2 separate regions of the Pan troglodytes genome follow, and region 2 is linked to region 1. The links are chromatin contacts, called in public Hi-C maps. All regions are on one chromosome and are shown on one strand. The core of a region is the stretch at or near the end of the contact, and the rest is flanking DNA. Distances in the headings are between cores, read along the strand shown. Region 1 has its middle 190 kb from the start of TNRC6C. Region 2 holds the start of TNRC6C (trinucleotide repeat containing adaptor 6C).

The links. A called contact is a pair of places that touch in the nucleus more often than the background predicts.
Region 2: a contact with region 1 is called in a Hi-C map of stem cell-derived neural progenitor cells, with 2.5 times the contacts expected there. The contact joins the promoter of TNRC6C here to the enhancer-like site in region 1. A contact is called at or near these places in 1 of 7 Hi-C or Micro-C datasets (stem cell-derived neural progenitor cells), 1 of 1 datasets of contacts at active chromatin or transcription factors (stem cell-derived excitatory neurons) and 1 of 1 other capture datasets (stem cell-derived neural stem cells).

What each region holds. Positions count from the first base shown.
Region 1 is chr19:90,779,745-90,785,791 of NHGRI_mPanTro3-v2.0_pri, reverse strand. No RefSeq gene overlaps it. Among named protein-coding and RNA genes, the nearest start is that of TNRC6C, 190 kb to the left of the region's middle. Within about 2 kb of position 2,806, at least 4 of the 24 cell types and tissues checked have an H3K27ac peak or open chromatin away from gene starts, as enhancers often do. A contact at or near this core is called in stem cell-derived neural progenitor cells, where this site is marked.
Region 2 is chr19:90,966,541-90,972,587 of NHGRI_mPanTro3-v2.0_pri, reverse strand. TNRC6C (trinucleotide repeat containing adaptor 6C) reads right to left here and starts at 3,133. Exons shown (of 22, transcript XM_063799369.1): 1 at 2,925-3,133.

The DNA.
Region 1 (6,047 bases), core at 1,557-4,056:
CCCGTGTATTAGTGAGGGTTCTCTAGAGGGACAGAGCTAATAGGATAGATAGATAGATATAAAGGGGAATTTATTAAATATTCACTGACACAATCACAAAGTCCCACAATGGGCTGTCTGCAAGTTTGAAGAGCAAGGAAAACAAATCTGAGTCTTAAAACTGAAGAACTTGGAGTCTGATGTTCACGGACAGGAAGCATCCAGCACGAGAGAAAGATGTAGGCTGGGAGGCTAGGCCGGTCTCGCTTTTTCACGTTTTTCTGCCTCCTTTATATTCGCTGGAAGCTGATTAGATGGCGCCCACCAGATTGAGGGTGGGTCTGCCTTTCGCAGCCCACTGACTCAAATGTTAATCTCTTTTGGCAACACCCTGCCAGACACACCCAGGACTAATACTTTGCATCCTTCAGTCCAATCAAGCTGACACTCAGTATCAACCATCACATCCCACTTGGCAAACAGTCTCAGCAACAGCAAGGTTGTCAAGTCAGGACTTGAACCCAGATCTTCAGGTTCTGAGCCCAAAGGCACCCTCTCTGAGGGCACTAGAAGTGTCCTATGACCTGACTAGGTGCCCAGGGTCATCGAACTTTTGCTCCTCTGGAGAGAAACCTGAGGCAGAAGCCACATCCTGTTTTCCAGAGAAACCTCATCGTTGACCTGTCACAGCCCAGGGCCTGCTGGGAAAATCTCTCTCAGGTACAGACCACCCCCCGACGTTGTTCTAAAAAGGGAGCTATCTACCGGAGGAATATTCCCCAGGAATAATTGCTAAAAGGCCTAATTTTGGAGATAACCACGACTATAAATGTCTCATTACTTTAATTAAAGTCTCATCCATCACGGATGCTCTGTTCCCTGAAGCACAAGTGGCTAATGCGGCGGCAGCCACTGTGAGAGGCCGAGCATGTATTCACACAGCAGCCTCCTCCCAGCCTCCTGGGTCAGATGCTGGCAGCCCTGCCATCCCTCCCACCAATGCCCCATTTCCTCCTCCATGGCCCAGATACCGCATGCCCTTTCAAACACTCTTCTCTGCTCCAACTGCCCAACTGTGATGTCCCCCGTCCCAGAGCGGGAGATTCGGCAAAAGCTGGCATTTGTCAAGCCAGAATGCAACGGGGCCCGTCAGAAGCAGAGGACGCCCAACAGCTGGTGTCTCGGGAGAAAGGTGGCAGGGCCCCAAACAGGATTTGTGTATCGGGATATTGGGGGCTGTGTCTGCCACCCTGGGGGTTATTATGCCCAACCTCAGTGGATTGAACTCACTGTGTGCAAGGCCCTTGATGTATGGTGTCCTGTTCAGTCCCACGACAGCTCTGTGAGGTTGTGCAGTTGACTCCTGGACAATGTGGGGATTAGAGTGCTGACCCCACACAGCCGAAAATCTGGGTATAACTTTTGACTCCTCAAAATGTAAGTGCTAAGAGCCTCCTTTTGACCAGAAGCCTTACTGATAGCACCAAGAGCTAATACACATATTTTGGATGTTATATGTATGATATGCTGTAATCTTACAATCAAATAAGCTACAGAAAAGAAAATGGTATTAAGAAAATCATAAGGAGGCTGGGCGCGGTGGCTCACACCTGTAATGCCAGCACTTTGGGAGGCTGGGGGTGGGGGATCACCTGAGGTCAGGAGTTCAAGACCAGCCTGGGCAACATGGTGAAACCCCATCTCTACTAACAATACAAAAATTAGCTGGGCATGGTGGTGGCGGGCACCTGTAATCCCAGCTATCTGGGAGACTGAGGCAGGAGAATCACTTGAACCTGGGAGGCGGAGGTTGCAGTCAGCCAAGATCACGCCACTGTACTCCAGCCTGGGTGATAGAGTGAGACTCCATCACAAAAAAAAGAAAAAAGAAAAAAGAAAAGAAAAGAAAATCATAAGGAAGAGAAAGTCTAGTATTCATTAAGTGGAAGTGGATCATCATAAAGGTCTTCATCCTCCTTGTCTTCACATTGAGGAGACCGAGGAGGAGAAGGAGGAGGAAGAGGAGGAGGAGGAGGAGGAGGAGTTGGTCTTGCTGTCTCAGGGGTGACAGAGGCAGAAAATCCCAGCATAAGGGAACTCTTGCAATTCAAACTCTAATTGTTCGACTCAACTGCATAATCACTGCTGCTTTATCAGATCTGGAAACTGAAGGTCTGCAAGGGAGGGTGGACCCGCCCAAGATCACTCAGCACATCAGTGGCCCAGAGGCAGTCTTTGAGGTCTGTGCACCTGACTCCAGAATCTGACACCCAAACTGTGAGGCCAGAGGTGCCATTCACCCAGGTGAGGGGTGGAGGCTGGGTGAATCTCAGCCAGAAGAGGGCCTGAAGGGCAAGGCTCTAGCGAGGAGAAGCGCAGAGCTGGCCTTTGCTGGAGAGGGGTTGGGGAGAGTGGAGACTGGGAACCCGTAGCTGGGACTGGCTGGGGACAGCCCAGACTCTGGGTTGGGCAGGGGGATCAGGGCATCCTGGTGGGAAGAGGAAAAGGGAAGTGAGGTGGGCAGGGTGGTCCCTGGAGATGCAGCAAAATCCGATGTGGCCCCAGGTGGCAGGGCCCAGCCAGAAGGCTGCCTTCCAGGACGAGAGGTCTGAAGCAGTGGGCAGGACTCCAGTCTCCCACCCTACACGAGGCAGGGGGTGAGGATAGACACAGGGAGAGACAGGAGGAGATTCCGTGGGTGGAAGGAGACTGAGTCACATGGGATAAGGGGAGAGGGATCTGAGATTCCAGCAGGCTCACACACAGCGGCTGAACAAGCCCTGCAAACGCGGGCTAGGAGGGGCCGGGCTGCTGTGGGCGGGTTGAGGGCAGACAGCGGCCTCATCTGGAGGGCCTGGGAACAGGCAGATGGGGGCAGGAAGGGGAATGCCTTCGGTCGCCTGGTAGAACAAAGCCCTGGGGGACCTTGGACAGGCCTGGGATGGGCAGGTGGCTTGCAACCCAGGGCATAACGTTCTCCAGGAACTCAGCAGTCTGGGATCAGAGTTAGGTCCAGGGACAGGAAAGGAACCAGCATGTGCTGGGTGGCTCCTAGCACCCGCACATTTTATACACATGACCTTATTTGAAACTACATGACATGTGACATTTCATTGCCACAGCAGCCTTGGAAGGCAGAGCTCATTATTCGCTTTCCTTGAGGTAGGACCTGGAGGCTCAGAGAGGTTATGTGACTTGCCTGAGGTCACACAGGAGCCAGGACTGGAGCAGGAGCCTGTCTGCCCTCCCTTTGCCCTTGAGGCCCTGAGGCTGGGTTGGGATTCGCCTGTAATGAGCCTGTGAGCCTGCGAGGAGAATGATGTTTGCAGGGAGGGAAGACCCTGAATCCTGGGGATTGGGGCATGTTGGGTGGGGCTGCCCAGGTTGGAGCTCCCCTGGAAGATGCCCGTCCCACCCCATTCTCGCTCCTAGACCCATTCCATTCTGGGGTTGTCTTGTGCCCAAGACCTCACTGCAAGGAAGAGGCAGAGGTGGGACCAGGACCCACATCGCCAGACCCCAGGGTCACCTTGGGGTTACCTGCGCCAGCCCTCAGGCATCCTGAGTGAGAGACCACGTGCAAAGAAGAAGGAGCCTCAGATATGAGGGCCAGCACTTGGGGTGGGTCCAGGGAGGCGCAGGCTGCGTTCTGCCGTGTCAGCCCTGTCAGCCCCAAGGCCGAGGCCATCTGTCTCCCCAGGCCCCTGAGAGGGCCCCTGAGAGGGTGCCCGGTCCTGTCCCCAGCTCAGCAGACATCTCTATCTCCCTGTGCCCTGTTAGGGTCCCCTTTAGCCTCAGGAGAAACTCCTGACCCCTTGACCTTGGCTTGCCCTGGAGTCCAGCCGTCTTTCTCCATCTCTTGACTCCATTTGAGGCCCCCTACAAGCACCTGGCATGTGCCAGGCTCTGTGCCGAGAGAAGCCCTCGCAACAGACCTGGGAGTCTGGGACCCTGTTTTGCAATGAGGAACCCCAGGCTGGGGAGATCGGGGAACCTTCTGTCGGTCATACAGCTGCTAAGGGGTGCAGCCGGGGCTCAGCTCGCATCTCACCAGGGCATCAGTCCACCTTCACTCGTCCCAGCCAGAACCGACTTGCACTCAGTGCCTCCACAGGGAACGTGATGGAGGTTTGGGTCCCGCTGTGGCGGGCCGGGCTCCCTTCCTGACATCGGAGGCATCAGATGCCGGGAGCCTCCACACGGGGGAAGACCCCAGCCTCTGCCTTGCTCAGGGCTCACTCTGTCTTAAGTGGCTACAAGAGATACCATTTCCCGCCATGGAATCTAGCTCCATCCAACTGTCCCTGCAAACAGCCCAGCAACTCAGCCCCTCCACACACAGAGGGAAATCACCAGGGAAGGCAGTGAGCAGGGATTTCTTTCTTTTTTTTTTTTCCCATCCTGGGGTTAAACATCCCAGTTTGAGGTAAAACAAATTCCTTGCTGAAGCTCATCACCTCCAGCTGGGCCTTGGGAAGGCCCATTTCATCTGATCATTTAGCACTGAGTCATGCTGACGAGGTGCCTGGGCTGAGCCGTCCCACGCTTGCTGAAGGCTGGTCTCAGAGGACGGAGCCTGGCAGGCTGGGGCAGGCTCTAGAGGGTCGGCTGCAGCCGGGGGTGGGCTGGGGGAAGCCCTCCCTCCCTGCGTCATCAGATGACGCAGTGGGGGTGCTGTCCTCAGTCCTTCGGGGTCTGCGTCAGAGGTGAGAAGAAATTCTCCCTGGGCCTCTGCCTGGGGCCCACAGTGAGTAGGCGAGGTGAGAATCAGACCAGGAGAGGCCACCATGGGCTTGAGAATCCTGGGGCTGGGAAGACTGCTGCCCTGACCTCAGACAGGAGGAGGCGTCCAGCCCTCCCTCGGAGAAGTGGGCGCCCAGGGATCCACTCATCCAGGTTCACGGTGATCCTGCCAACCTGGGCATCATCCAACCCAACGCACCCAGCAGGCCCATTGCCCCCAGCGCCGCATCCAGCACCCCCGCTGCAGTCTCCACCTGCATCACCAAGTCAGCTGTCAGTCAGGGACTGCTTGGCTCTAGGGATTCCTCAGTTCCAGAACATGGGGAAAGGAAAGGAGAAGAGGAGAAGGGACAGAGGGAGGGAGGTAAGGATGAGAGAGAAGACGGGAGAGAGAGAAAGAGAGGGAGTGTGAAAGAGGAAGACAGGAAGACAGGGGAGGGAGAGAGAGAGAGGGGGCACACGTTTCCTGCATGGGCGACATGACCTCTTACTAGGGTGTTATAATTTGAAGAGACTGGAAAGACTCCACCTTAATAGGTCCCTGCCACAGAGATTCAGCCTGCCCGAAATTGCCAATTCTTTATTCCTTTGGGCAAGGCCACCGAGACCCAGCTTAAAATGTAAGCGTGAGATCTAAGAAGGGCGTTTGTTCACTAGCACCCGTTAATTCGGCAGCCCTGGTCACTCGGCTGAGGCTCAGAAGGGCTGGGGCGCTCTCAGGGAAGCTGTGGCAGGAGGCAGGCTGGCGTTAGTCGTGGAACCTGTTTTGGTGACACCTATTGACCTAACGGCTGCTGTCTTCCCGGGAATGCGTCCGGGAAACACTGGCCCAGTAAGTGGTCAAGACTTCATGAACCGCAGCTGTCACTGCCTCAGAGCACCCTATGGAGAAGCAGTGGGTGAGAAAGAGTCCAGTGCACCCTATGGAGAAGCAGTGAGTGAGAAAGAGTCCAGCGCACCCCTCTCTGTGTTTTGTTTTTCTGGAGATCCCTTCCCATCCGCTGCTGTGGGTTTGCAGGTCTCAGTCCTCCTGTCCTCCAAGTCTCAGGCCATGCTCCCAGCTCCGCAAAGATCCCCTGATTTCCTCCCTGTCCTTGCTGAAGATCAACTCTTCAGCCACCGAGCAGATGCCCACAGCTGTGGTGTGTGCCTCCCCTCCCCGGGCCCACGGTATAGACAGGTCCCGTCCACTTCTAGTTACTCCCAAGCTGGCCTTCCCACCGCACACCGCTGGCATCTGTACCACTGGGTCCCTGTTGCATGAGCTCATAGTATGCGCCAGGCATCCTGCCAAGCACTTCAAGGCACCTGCTCGTTTAATTCTC
Region 2 (6,047 bases), core at 1,884-4,383, 190 kb before region 1:
AAGCAAACAATTAACTTTCATCAGTAGTCTTTTTTTAAAAATGTCAAGTTAGCATCATTTTCCTGGGCCAAGCAAGACTAAGTTACAATCAAGACCTCATCCCCTTCAATTGGGGTTGGAGAGTTAATGTAAATACCTCATTCCCAGCCAGCACTGCAGGAACTGTGTCTTCCATTTCTTTCCAAACTGGAAACTCCCTTCATTAAGGAGAAAGGTTGTCCTACTCCAGCCCTGACCCTCCTCTGGCTTGGTTTTGGAAGTAAGCCAGATGACAGCATTTGGAAAAGCACAAATGTATCTCAGGAAAGCCAGCTGTTTAACAAAAAGGTGGCGGTAGCGGTGATGAAAAATACTGTATTTAGTTTCATATATCCTCTGTATGACTTAGTTATCTTTTAATCACTGAATGTCAAACGAAACAGTTCATTCCACTCTACCTTCACAATCAGCATTCTAAAGGCAACTATTTACTCCAAAGTTCCTAAGCCAACTAAATATAAATGTAAACCTGTTACGAAATAATATGTTAGTGTTAAGACATATGCTACTCGAAACCCACCCTCGCCCCCCGCAATAAACACGAAGGACGAAAATCTAAAATCAACACTTACATATACTCCAGGTTACTACCAGAATATTTAAATGGCAGAATCCGAAATGAAATTGTTAAGATTAAACCTTATGACAGTCTCAGTATCAACCGTATTTAATTTCATACCTTAAAAGTAAAACCGGCCGAGCGTGGTGGCTCACGCCTGTAATCCCAGCACTTTGGGAGGCCGAGACAGGCGGATCACCTGAGGTCAGGAGTTCGAGACCAGCCTGGCCAACATGGCAAAACCCCGTCTCTACTAAAAATACAAAAATTAGCCGGGCGTGGCGGCGGGCACCTGTAATCCCTGCTACTCGGGAGGGTGAGGCAAGAGAATCGCTTGAACCCGGGAGGCGGAGGTTGCAGTGAGCCGAGATCGTGCCATTGCACTCCAGCCTGGGCAACAAGAACGAAACTGTCTCAAAAAAAAAAAAAAAAAAAGTAAAACCGAGGTAAGGTCGGCAAGGTCTTTGTTTTGGACAAGAAGCACAGAAGAGTTACAAACGAGCTTTTAAAATCAGATCCTTATAATAAAAACGAGTGTGTGTGTGTGTTTACTATTACCATTTTCTGAGCTATCAATTTCTCACGGCCTGACTATGCCTATGGTCAGGTCATGAGAAATCTGTATGAAAAACAGCTTCCAAGAATGTCTATTCTTATGAAAATAAATATTAAAAACTTTCTGTAGAAAAAAACTTTCAGTATAGGTAAATAAAGTTACAACTGTTCACATCATTACTTTGTTCTATTAATACACACAAAATTAATTCCGACAACTGAACTAGTCATTTTAAAAACCCTGTTTTGCATTATTTTCCCCAACAAAGCATCCTAGGGGTGCTACAGTGAAACATGTTCAAAGACCATTGCCACCTCTGTGGTTCTGGAACAATGTAAATTTCTTCAAGGTGCCCTCTACTAACCAAGTTCATCTGACCTGGGGCTAAGTTGTATCATTTATTCTTTCACACAGTACTGAAGGATCTGGAATCTATGAATATCATTGCCAACACCCCCTACACATTTCAAACCAGCTACCACTGTCCTCTGAAATCACTCAAACCAGGTTTCCAGGGTCTCAACTCATTCGCATAGTTATTCAATTCCAACTGCAGGAAATCACTTGCATAAAGTAAGCCTTATGCAGGCTCAAATTACATTCAGGGACGTACGAGGCTCTCACAGCGATCACCATAAATTGGCTACCTTGTACTGGCCGAAGTACGTCAACGTGAACACCAGACACTCGAGAAAAACCGAACCTCGGCTACACAATGGATTAACCCAGTCAGAAGGCTCCAACTTGCAACTCCTTAAAGACGCTGAAGTTGGACATCTACAGAGCACCATTTTGAGTTTAGAATCCGCAGTTCACGCCTAGAAATAACCGAGCGGACCACTCAAATGGAGGTTTCATTTGGCGGAGGCAAAGGTTTGAAGACAACTCCACTAATTACGTGCAGAATCACCAATACCGTCAAATGCCTTCGAATGCAATAGGTGCAGCCACGATCTAGCGGCTCCTCCTCCCCTACCTCCCGGCACAACATCCAAGCAGCAAGCCTTCATTTTTGCTAAGATCCCCAAAGCTCCGTGTAACATGCATGCCAGTTATTTCTTCCCCAGGTTAACAAGCAGGGAACCCCCACATCCACATCTGCACATTTTCATAGCTACGAATCAATTAATTAAATCTCGTCCTCAAGGTAAAGGTGCAAAGGAGGCACCGCTTAAAGCAGAGGTGGCAACCAGGCTCTCGGGTTACGTTATCTGATAACAGGACAGATGTTGTACGGCTCGTTTTCCTCATACGCATTACTCCGCAGTCCGCGGCACCGTTAGAAAATCCACCTGATTTCAGAGCCGCAGAGCGCCCAGGGGTCCTTCTCCGCCCACCCGCAGCACGCCCCGGGTTTTTCTCTTCCCCCAAACAACGGCACCGGGCTCCTGCACCAAAACACGGCGGGTTCGCGCCTGCCATCACCAATGCAAAATCTGCGGGGGGCTGCCCGGAGAGAACCGAATTTCACCGCTGCATGAGTTTTAAAAGGGAGGGGGCACATCCATCTTCAGCCCTCCATTCCACTCCCGTTTGATTGTGATGCACACCGGGCGTCTGCACAGCCCTGTCTCACACTAGCACACACGCGCCCCGGCCCCGGCCGCTTCCCGCCGCTCCCCTCAAACCCGGCCGGCCCGGGGCCCGGCGCCGCACGCGGGTCGCTAGGGGCCAGCGCCCGCCCCGGCTCGGCTCGGCCGAACAAAGGGCCCGCGAACCTCCCGGCAAAGTTGCGGCTGCGGCGAGGAGCGGGCGGACGGCCGCGCTCACCTGGGCTCCGTCCCCGGCGGCGGCGGCGGCTCCGCGGGGCTCCGGTGGCGCGGGCCTGGCGGCGGCGGCGACACCAACAACCGCCCAAGGGCCTCGGGAGTGCGCGGGCGGCGGGGGCCCGCTCAGCGCCGGCGCCACGGACTCAGGTCCCGGCGCGGGCGGCGGCGGCGGCTGCGGCGGCGGCGCGGGCGGGTGGGCGGCGGCGCGTCCCGGCAGGTCCAGGTCCGGCCCCGGCAACGCCGCGACGCGTCGTCCTCCTCACGCCCGGCGGGATGCGGCTCCGGCGCGGCCCGGGTCCTAGGAGGCGGCGGCGGCGGCGGCGGCGTCAGTGGCAGCTGCGGACGGCTGGGCGCGGGGCCGCTCCGCTCCCTCTGCCTCCGGCTCGGGCGGGCCCGCGGCGACTGCGACGGTGACGGCGGCGGGAGCGCGGCGGGCGCTGCGACTGCCCTGTCAGGGGGCGGCCCGGGCGGCGCTCAAGACTGCGCGGCGGCGGGGTCGGCGGCGGCGGCTGCGGCTCCCGGGGCCGTCGCGCTGAGGTGCGGAGCTGCCACCGCGGCCATCTTGTTGCTCTAACTGACAAGAACCCCCCTCCCCCCGCTTCAGCCAGACGGGGCGCTCGCGCCCCCTTCCCCGCCCCGCGTTGGCCTCCAACAGGAAGTCGTCCCGGCCCCTGGCACGTGACTCCCACCGCATCTGCATACCGAAGGGCGAACTGGCCAATCGGCACTCTGCACCTGAGCTCCTCCCCCGCGCGCCCCTCCCAGGCCCATTGGCTCCTCGGCCAGGCCACGCCTCCTCCTTTCCCCTTAATACCCGCCCGCGCTGTGGTTCCCTGCACCGCGCGGGGAGCGCGCCGGGGTGCGAGCGGTGCGCGCTCCGAGTGGCCGGGACGCGCGCCAGTCCTGGGAGCTTGCGCTCCTCGGGGGGGGTTACGTGGAGACTTGCGTGGTGTCCTTTACCGCCGCCGCCTGCCCTCCGGTCCCTGGGCGCTGTGGCTCCGCGTTAGGGTGCTGGCGGGAGGGGTGCCGACCCGGTTCTGCGCGTCCGATGGGTTCTCCGGGCCAGCGCCCCGCGGCGCCCGGGCTTTATGCTGTAATTGCGCCCGGCGGCGCCCGGCGCCCGCACCGGCGCGCGTCCTGCCCGTGCCGTGCACACGCCCTGCACCGCCCCACTTTGCACACGCACACGAGTCCTTGGGGCCCTGGAGCATCGTGCTCGCCTCGCGCCTCCCGGCCCGCCCTTGCGCTCAGTCGCTCCCCAGGGAGCGCCCAGCTGCGAGCAAAACAAGCCTCGCTGCGAAACAGTCCCCCCGGGGAGACAGCCCTTTCCCCGGAGCACAGACACCACACCTTCACCGCGCAAGCCTTCGGTCCGGGCCGAACCCGGGCGCTCCGGCGCCTACGCACCCCACGATTCCTCCCCGGTGCTCCGTACGCCGCCGTGATCCTCCATTCCACGGCTCCTCGATATCCATTATTCATTAGTGGTAGGTAAGGTCAGGCGCAATGTGCAATTCGAAAAGTCCCTTTTTAACTTTCGGTTCAAGCCAGGAGAAGATTTTGAAACCAAGAATTTTCTCCATTTTCATGCAAGGTCGCAGAAGCAGGCTAGCTTTTCCCCCATCGTTCAGTGGAGGATCAGCAGTGCTACTTGGAAGTTGGTATTGGAAGAGGCCATTCCCTGTCTACGTGTCCCTGTCTTGAAGAGGAGATAATAACACACTAGTACTTTCGCAATGCAATTTTGTTACCGCAAGTGTCATGCTTTGAAACGACTGTGGATGAAAGAGACAAATTCCCCGCTCTCGTTTCCTTTCAGGGTCCCGTGAGCTCCTTTCTTCTTACTGCCATATTTTAAGCCCTCCGGTAGTCAGATTCACAACCACCCTCTAAAGGGTCGTCAAATGTCTGTTGTATCGTGTTGTGTATTTCCCCTCCCGAGAACCCACATCCCTTAGAAGGATCTGAAGGCAGAGGGAGCTGACATGGAGGCTTCTGCCTTGTCTATTCATTTTATTTACGTTCATTTAATTCTCGTCTGCAGGGAACCTACATCTTTTGTATTTCTCAAAGGTAGAGGTATTATCACATGCTCCAGAAGGGAGTGCAAAATAACATCTTCAAAATAGGCAGCGCCCACGAAGTAGACTGCTGCTACATAAATGAGGAATCCAGGTATCTGGGTGGACCAGAGTGGACCAATCATTGTGATAAGCAGAGCTTCACTTTTTGGAAAATTGAACCAAAATACATTATTTAGCATTGTCTTTGGTTCCCTTTCTTATCCCCCTCCCTCAGTTTAATCAGGCAAAAACCGTCCTCTTCTCCAATGATATTAGACTCTGAGCACCGAGAAAAGGCAGAACTATAGAGACTATATATTCTGAACCCCAAACTGGACTCATAGTTTGGCATGTGGACCTGTGACAGTAGAGATAATGTTTGAAACTAAAGTTGACCCAGAAACATTGAGGCATATGGTGGCCATGAATGTTAAGACTGCAGAGCAGTGTCACTTATTAGTGGTTGTTTGAACTGATAAAGTATGAGTAGGAACCCCAGGCACAACTGTAAAAATGGGTACGTTCATGTTTCGGGTTGGTCATCCTGTTATCAGCCCTGCCACCACCACCTTATAACTAAGGTATAAGTTGATCATCTATAGGGCTGGGCATGGTGGCTCACGCCTGTAATCCCAGCACTTTGGGAGGCCAAGGCAGACGGATCAGGAGGTCAGGAGATGGAGACCATGCTGGCTAACATGGTGACATCTCTACTAAAAATACAAAAAATTAGCCAGGCATGGTGGCGGGCGCCTGTATTCTCAGCTACCTGGGAGGTTGAGGCAGGAGAATCCCTTGAACCTGGGAGGCAGAGGTTGCAGTGAGCAGAGAAGGCACCAATGCACTCCAGTCTGGATGACAGAGCTAGATTCTGTCTCAAAAAAAAAAAAAAAAAAAAAATAGAAAAGGGTAAAACCCACAAAATTACGTTTAAGAGGACTAAATGTTAAATGTGTGTCTTAAATTAAAATGTCAACTAGTTGAGGACAAATGAAGAAGGCTTAGCTGGATACAAGGTAATGTAAAAAATTCTAGTTATAGATGACCACACGCTCAACAAG